Linked DNA regions of Zea mays: all the other regions are linked to region 3. Evidence: chromatin contacts called from public Hi-C data. All regions are on one chromosome and are shown on one strand. The core of a region is the stretch at or near the end of the contact, and the rest is flanking DNA. Distances in the headings are between cores, read along the strand shown.

Region 1 (2,700 bases), core at 133-2,632, 210 kb after region 3:
TTGCTTATTCTATATTAATGATATCCAGTTTTTCTTTTATAATGTTTTTAAAAGGATTTCAGGTACGTACGTGTTTACATTAGTTATTACTTTCGTTTGTGTCTTGCACTACAACATTCAAGATGTTAAATTTTCTCTATCAACGAAGAATTATACATATATAGTTCGTTTAGGGTATTTACATATAAAGTACTAATATTAGTATGTCATGATATTTCAGTTGAAATGTAGAACCTTATCTAAATCGGAAGCTTATATAGGTAAATAATTAGTTATAGGGTTTGAATGTAATTTTAAAAAATGTCAGTGACATTGCTACCTGGTTTGGCAAAGCATTTTTTTTGTGTGCGTGTGTGTGTGAAAGCATTTTTTTTGTCAGTGACTGCCTTGATTTCAGTGGGATCTGGGCTTGACAGTCCGACAGGCGACATACAAATCCGGTGGGTTTAGAAAGCCTTTGATTTATATATTACTAATACATATCCGGTGGGTTTAATCTGTCTGACCAAGAACCTGCATATATATTACTAATATATAGCATTATAAGCATGTTAAACCTTATATTCATTTTAGGACTACATCTACACTCTCTCATAAAATTATATAAAACTAGTTATAATGAGGAATTTTTTATGTTATATATACTCTCATTACCTAATGCTGTCTTGGACATGATGATGTACGGCTGCGCGGCTACCTAATTATGCCTTCCGTCGGTGCACGCGCATGCATGCATGCATGTGTGGTTGGTGAGCCGCGATGGCGTAGTGTCGTGTCGGTGCAGCAGGCAGCAGCTAGGTCGACATGAAGACGAGTGTGTTGATGGCTAGTGCGGGCTCTAGCTAGCGTTTTGCTGCTAGCTGGCAGCTGAGACTGTCCGCAACCGTTCCCCCTAAATGTTACTATGCAGCCACGTCAGCAAGATTCCATCTTCTATATTCACTCGTCCCGCAACCGTTCCCTCTATACTTTCCCCTATATATCCCTCTACTCATTAAAAAACCATTTCCATATAACTAACTTTAACCAACTTCAATTTTGATTTTCTTTCATTATTTTGCACACGTTCGACATGTTACGCATGTATTCAAAAATCAAATTTATAAAAAATAATTACTTTACAATTACTTCCACAAAAAATATATAACAACTATTATTTTACAATACATTCGAATTTGCATATTTTCGTGATGACGTTTTATCCGTCCTGGGAAAACAAATCAAATTTCCTGCAAACCAAATTGCACTAGTCGTATGCGGCAAGCCGCACTTGTCTTGCAACGAAAGACATGTTTGTCTTTCGTGGGAATCCACTAGCTTGCACCTGAAGCCGCATTCCTCTCCCCTATATATATGCAATCCATCTCTTCACAAATGCAACAACAAACTTCACTACATCAACAATTCAAACATTTCACAGTATATCTCACAGCCATAGCGATGAAGACTCTTACTCGAGTGATAGTGAGGACGAAACACTTATGCTTGTCAATCTTCTTGTCCTCAACATAGAGGCCAGACGCCACCTCCAACGACGGTCCCGTTTGCCTCGGCGGGTTATTCATAGAGATCATTTTCGTGGAGAAAATCTTATCCATCATCACTACTTCGCCGAGAACCCTGTGTATCCACCCCACGTCTTTCGTAGAAGGTACCCACTACTTATTATTCGAATACGGTTTAATATTTGCAATTTCATTACAAATATTCTTTATTATAAACTTAGGTTCCGCATGAGTAGGCCTCTCTTCCTGAGAATCTTGCAAGGTCTTCAACAACATGATTCGTACTTTACACAACGGGTAGACGCAACTAGTATGCCTGGTCTAGGTCCACTACAAAAAGTATGTGCGGCAATGCGGGTACTAGCATATGGGTTACCTTCAGATGCTGTAGACGAGTACATTCAAATAGGGGAGTCGACAGCTAGGGAATGCCTTCATCATTTATGTCGAGGTATCATTGCATACTTCAGTGGCTGGTATTTACGAACTCCTAACGAAGCTGACATAACACGCATCATGCACCATAGCGAATCAAGAGGTTTCCCAGGGATGTTGGGTTCTATAGATTGCATGCATTGGGAGTGGCGGAACTGTCCTACCGCATGGCGTGGTCAGTTTTGTGGCAGAAATGGTCGAGCATCTATGATCCTAGAAGCTGTGGCAACGTATGACCTTTGGATTTGGCATGCTTTCTTTGGCATGCCCGGGACAAACAACGACGTCAACGTGCTCCACCGATCACCAGTTTTCGACCCCATGACATCTGGCCGAATGCCACCTGTGCATTACACAATAAATGGTAATGCATATAACTTCGGATATTACCTTGCTGATGGTATTTACCCGAACTGGCCAACTTTCGTAAAAGCTATAAGGCACCCATATGAGGAAAAGAAAGTGTATTTCACACAAATGCAGGAAAGTTGTCGAAAAGATATTGAGCGTGCATTTGGAGTTCTTCAAGCTAGGTGGGCGGTGCTACGAGGTCCAGCATATGGTTGGGATCGAAATCGTTTAACTGAAATTATAACAGCTTGCATCATAATGCACAACATGATTGTTGAAGACGAAGGGCCGTTTGCAGCTAATACTGATTTTGGAGATAACACTTCAACCAGCCAAGCACCACAACTAATTGCTGAAGGAAGGGTAGAATGGGTGATTAACCACTTCGATCTTCGTCGCCAAGAAAGAT
Region 2 (2,700 bases), core at 116-2,615, 160 kb after region 3:
TTTTTATGCTTAGGAACCTTCTCTTAGTAAAGACCAAATAAAAGATCCTTATACAAATTAATTTATTTAGGGTGATTTAATATTTATAAATATCCACTAAGATATTAATAGGACATATTAGAAGATGTTTTCTAGAATAGTATATTTTGTGAATATGAGTTTCATATTGAAATGCACTTGATTAATGGATAAAATAAGATAAATAAAATAAATAAAATTGAACTATGCATCATGTTGGACTTTTGAATGTGCATCTAATTTGGTTTGAAATTTAAACTCATATTTTTAATGAAATTTGAATTCAGAAATTAAAAATAGAAAAGAAATCAGAAATAGAAATGAAATATAAAAGAAAAAGGAAGAAAAAACATTACCTAGGCCGAAACCACCACTGGTAGCTTGTTTTCCCTCACCCGTGCCAGCCCAGTCGCACGTGCGTCACCCACCTGCCTGGTTAAGGCACCGACTGGTCGGCCACCAGCCCACCATCCTCAACTTCTCCGTTCCACTAATGTACGCTAAGCCGCTAAGGACTAGTTTAGGAACCCCCACTAATGTACGCTAAGCCGCTAAGGACTAGTGTAGGAACCTTATTTTTCTAAGGATTTTTTATTTTCTTAAAAGAAATTAGTTAATTTTGGCTTGGGAAATTAAAAATCGTATGGAAAAATAGAATTGTCAAACTAGCCCTAGATCCCAATAGATTTCCTTTCTTTATAAAGTATATTTCCCTAAAGTAAAATAAAAATAGAATTGTCAAACTAGATCCCTCACCTACGACGAGAGTTCAAACCGAAGCAGAAATTTGTTGCTACTACCTCCGTGATACCCGCTGTGATCCACCCTAAACCCCCCTCTCTATGCATAAATAATAAACCCAAGCACTCCTAGATCATAAACCAAAGCTCCTTGACCATAACACAAACATAGAAGGAGAGAGGCGGAGATCCGCCATAGCCGCAGGGAACCAGCGGGGCCAAAAGGGCACCAGACCATTGTTGGGGCTTTGGAGGGCATCAAGGGACTTCATCATGACTCGTCCCTCGTGTATGTGGTCCTCCCGATGAAGAAGAGAAACTTGGGAATTAAGCCAGAATTTCTCACCGGAGTATAGGGATTCCGCCAAACGTGCCATGCACCATGGATGGAGATCATCACGACACGAATAGTCACTGAGTTCACCACCACATGTCGTTCGCCTTCGTTCCCACGGCGTGTAGCATCAGTCTACTATAGGACATCTCGTTCTCGGGCTCGGGTGGCATTCAGGCCACTGTGCTCACTGCCGCGGGGAACCATATGCCACCTCGTCTGGCCTCTGTGAGGAAGAAGGGTTTCTGGCCGTGGATCGGCCAGTGAACGGTTGGGATTAGATCATCGTGACAGTTCGGTTGGAGTGATCCAAGCCGTCGGATCCAATTCACGTGGCTAGGATTAGATTTTGCTTATTTGAATTGAATCTGAGCGGTTGGCTTTTGATTGGAGGGCTCACATCGACACATACCCCCTTCGCTGAGCGAGATTTGCTTAAGAGACCTCGGATTTCTAGGAAAACACTCGTAGTATCCGGTAGTTCAAGTTTCATTACAAAGGGATCTGAATCTTTGTAAAATAAACCTCAAAGACTTAAGGAATAGAATCTATCGTCCCTGGTTAAGATAAAACAAATAAAGTAAATTATAAAACCAAGAAAATCCCTTGAAAGTAGTTTCTAGTGATAAAATAAATTTGCTAAACTTAGACAATCCGTAACTTTCTTGTTTTAACTCTGATTTAACTCGTTCCAGTTGCGTTAGCTTCGTAATAAAATTGCCTTTGTAACATATCACATAATTTTGTAATTAGATATTTATTTAATCTATGTTTATTAGATTAATCTTACTAATCAAAGTTAATCTATCCCTAATTATAAACTGACTAAGATATAATCTATAATCAAGTTATAACTTAGATTGAAGTTGAATCAGTTATTTATTTGGGTTATCTTTCTCGCATGATTTATATTACCTAAAAGCAACCTAGAACCTTGTTTTTCATAGTTAATCAAGTAGATCTTCCAAACTCTATATCTTTTTAACCATAACTGCGATTTTAGTGGTTCTCGAACCTGCGATCTCATAGCGACACGTTGAATATTCTTATGCCTTTTATTTCCATGTTTGGTGTAATGTTATTTGTATCCATTATTTGCTTATTTGCATGTATTGCTACAAGTAAAAGCGAGGTCATGAGGAATCTGAAGTCCAACTCTGGGAAACAGCTGGAGTTGCAAGTATAAGGCAAGTTGTCTACTTGATCACATTTTCTAACCTAATAATGTTTATGTTTCCGATAGTCACCATGGCATGCTTAGGTTAAACTGATGGAACCTAATAGGTTACCTAGTTTTGTTTACCCTACACCTTGCATACAAATGAATTATTGGGTAGTCTTGATATTTCTCTATCTGTTTTGGGTGTTATATTATATATGAATCATGATCATGCCTTATTACTATTGTTAACTGTTTATGGATTGTTTATAATACATGATAAGACTATTTTGTTAATTGGAACATGGAGCTTAACCTGAGACAACAGTGCTACCACAAGGGTGGAATAAGACTCCCTTGGCCAATTAATCAGGAAATATAGTGTGAGTTAATCCTTTCTCGAAAGAGACAAGCGGGGTGTGGGAAATTGCCAGTATAGGGAGGTTCTC
Region 3 (2,700 bases), core at 173-2,672:
AACCATAGGTGTAACTTGCATCAAAATGTACTTATTAAAGTCGCACTTGAATTAACATTTACAACTCAACGGATAATGGTCATAAGCTTACAATGATAGTAGTTGATTCATGTGTTTCTATTCTAGCATGAATTCTCTGTGGATAGTCACCACCTTTTACAGTATCCTCTATACCAAAGGGGCGCACTTGATTCAATGCCTAACTCGAATTCATTGTTTATTGCATATAGCCTCATAACAAGTCTAAATTTCTTCATATCCTTATACAAGCTTCCCATCTTCATTATAGGATTTGTTCTGTCACATAGTAAAACCCTCTCATCTGGTAGGCGGTCTTCATAGGGCAATGCAGCTACACCATCAACACATGCATTACCATAAACACTAGAGGACCTTCCCATACTTGCTTCTTGCCCTTCTCTAGCTTCCCTTTCATCCTCCTCCCTAAATTTTAATCTAGCATACATCCCTTCTTCTAAAGGAACTTCTTGTCGACCTTTTTCATCCCATCTAGGCTCAATTTTATCGTATCCCAATCTATTTGAAACTCCTAAAAAACAAAAAAAAAATTGCCATTACATAAAAACAGAAGGATTTACACTACCATTACACTAAGACAACACTTTATTACCTCGATGGAGATGACTAGATTTGAATCTGGGGACGATGTCGGACACACGGACAAAGGATCGTTCAAGGTATCATGGAGCACCTTCGCTAGAGCCGAACCCTCGAGCAGAAGAGGGGGTGTCGCCCTTAGAGGTGAGTCGGACATGGAGGTCCGGTACAGGTGGGACAACGACGATGACGCTACCGAGGAGGTCTGTCAATAGACTGGGGACGACGACGCTGTCGAGAACGATGGCAGTCGCTGGGGAGTAGAAGTTGAAGACAAGGGGTTAGCTAGGAAAAGGGTCTCGTCGCCGGTGAACTGGTGGTGGCGGCGCTTGGGATCTAGTGGGGGAAGAGGCCCGGTCGGGTACCGAAGTGGGAGCAAACGAACACAGATCAACAACAGGGGCTAATGGAAAAGCGAATACCTTAATCATATCAAACACCGTCCGACTGAGAGCAACACCATCGTTATGCCAAAGCGAAGGGAAACACGACTTCGTAGTCCTATTTTGCCGGGATGGCGTTCAGAGTATCAGACTAGCGAACGACGATGTTGGTGTTATTATAATGCCAAAGAACCCTGTTGAAGTTGTATTGCTAGCTTTGCTAGCTTTACTTTACGTCTGTTGTTTTACTTGATTTAGATTTATTTTTAAAATATAATTGGTAGCGCTCTTGTCTGATTTATTGCGGGGAAATAGAATATGAACTATCGATTTCCAAAGCCGTGGTTGTATTGCACTCGTCAACTGCGTGAACGAACCATTACATACAAAGTACGACAGGGAACACATTCAATGTTCTGTTTACTTTGGGTGATCAAGTTGACAAAACAGAGAGACAATATCTCAGTTGCATTTGTTCTATATGCTGACACCAGCAAGGCGCGGTTTGTGTCTCTCGCTCTCGTCACCCACAAGACAACCTCTTTTGATTATGTCCACTAATGCTACCGTGTCACATGCTCGTTGGTCTACGCCAAAAGTCAGCTATGGAGAGGGAGGAGAGAGAGAGCAGATAAAGGCCGGCGGTGGAGGTGACAGAGATCATTCAGAGACGAGCAGCAAGTGGACAGCCACTGCTGGTGCTACATACGGCTTCTTCTCCCTGTCTCTGCACTCACTGCAAACCGCTGATCCTGGGTATATAAAATTCACCTTCTCAGCCTTTTGTACAGATCAACTGATCAACAGAATCATCCGGCTCCGAGTGGCGAGCTCCACCAAACGGCCTCCTCATTCTCAACTCTGAAGCGGCACCTACCTCTTCACTGCAGTGCTTCCCTCCTTTTCTTGCAGTCCCTCCTCTCCTCTCCTCCTCCCTCCCTCTCCCTCTGTCTCTGGGCTAGCAGAGCAGAGTGCCAGTGAGTGCGCAGTGCATGTTCGCCATGTCAAGCGCCGGCTGCAAGGCGGAGCCTGGATTGTTGGCGAAGCAGGGGAGCAAGCTCCACGCCAAGATGCTCTCCAAGGAGGCGGCGGCGCAGCTCGCCGTGCCGTCGTTCCGGGTGTACTACTCCATGGCGTCGGCCGGCGCGGTGCCGTTCCTGTGGGAGTCGCAGCCGGGCACGCCCAAGAACGACTCGCCCTCCGCGGCCGTGCTTCCGCCGCTCACCCCGCCGCCGTCCTACTATGCCGCAGGCAGGGGAAGCGCCGGCGGCCGCTCCAGGAACCGTCGGCATGGCGGCCTCCTTGGCGTCGTGCTCCCCCGCATCACCCTCCTCCGGAGGCCCGGCGGCAGCCAGGCGACGCCGCCGTGCTCCTCCTCCTCCTCCTCCTGGTCTTCCTCGAGTTCCAACACGTCGTCCACCATGTCGCCCGTGTTCACCGTACAGTCGTCGCCCGCCGTGCACGTGGGGGCTTCCTGCCGCCACCACAGGCCTGCGTTCTCGGCCGGCGGCGCCGACGACGTCGCGGAGGCCACGCCGCGGTGCTTCTGGACCGAGCGTGAGTGCTGCGAGAGGCGGGTGGTCAGGGGGTGTGGCGTCGCGGTGGCCGTCAGGAACGCGCTTGCCACGGTCGTCGGCGGCAAGACCAGCAGGCGAGCTGCCACCAGCGCCGCAGTATAGAATAGAGAGGCTTTGTTTCA

What was found. A called contact is a pair of places that touch in the nucleus more often than the background predicts.
Region 1: a Hi-C map of ear shows a contact between it and region 3, with 1.7 times the contacts expected there. The contact joins the promoter of LOC103635472 here to the promoter of LOC103635470 in region 3. A contact is called at or near these places in 3 of 25 Hi-C or Micro-C datasets (ear, leaf and tassel).
Region 2: a contact with region 3 is called in a Hi-C map of tassel, with 1.9 times the contacts expected there. The contact joins the enhancer-like site here to the promoter of LOC103635470 in region 3. A contact is called at or near these places in 3 of 25 Hi-C or Micro-C datasets (ear, leaf and tassel).

Annotation. Positions count from the first base shown.
Region 1 is chr8:83,717,483-83,720,182 of Zm-B73-REFERENCE-NAM-5.0, forward strand. It overlaps LOC103635472 (protein ALP1-like), which reads left to right and starts at 1,383. Exons shown (of 2, transcript XM_008657915.3): 1 at 1,383-1,651; 2 at 1,727-2,700. The coding sequence starts at 1,482.
Region 2 is chr8:83,669,191-83,671,890 of Zm-B73-REFERENCE-NAM-5.0, forward strand. No RefSeq gene overlaps it. Among protein-coding and RNA genes, the nearest start is that of LOC103635472, 48 kb to the right of the region's middle. Within about 2 kb of position 1,366, at least 16 of the 20 cell types and tissues checked have an H3K27ac peak or open chromatin away from gene starts, as enhancers often do. A contact at or near this core is called in ear, leaf and tassel, where this site is marked.
Region 3 is chr8:83,508,668-83,511,367 of Zm-B73-REFERENCE-NAM-5.0, forward strand. It overlaps LOC103635470, which reads left to right and starts at 1,423. Exons shown (of 1, transcript XM_008657914.4): 1 at 1,423-2,700. The coding sequence starts at 1,994. The coding sequence ends at 2,680.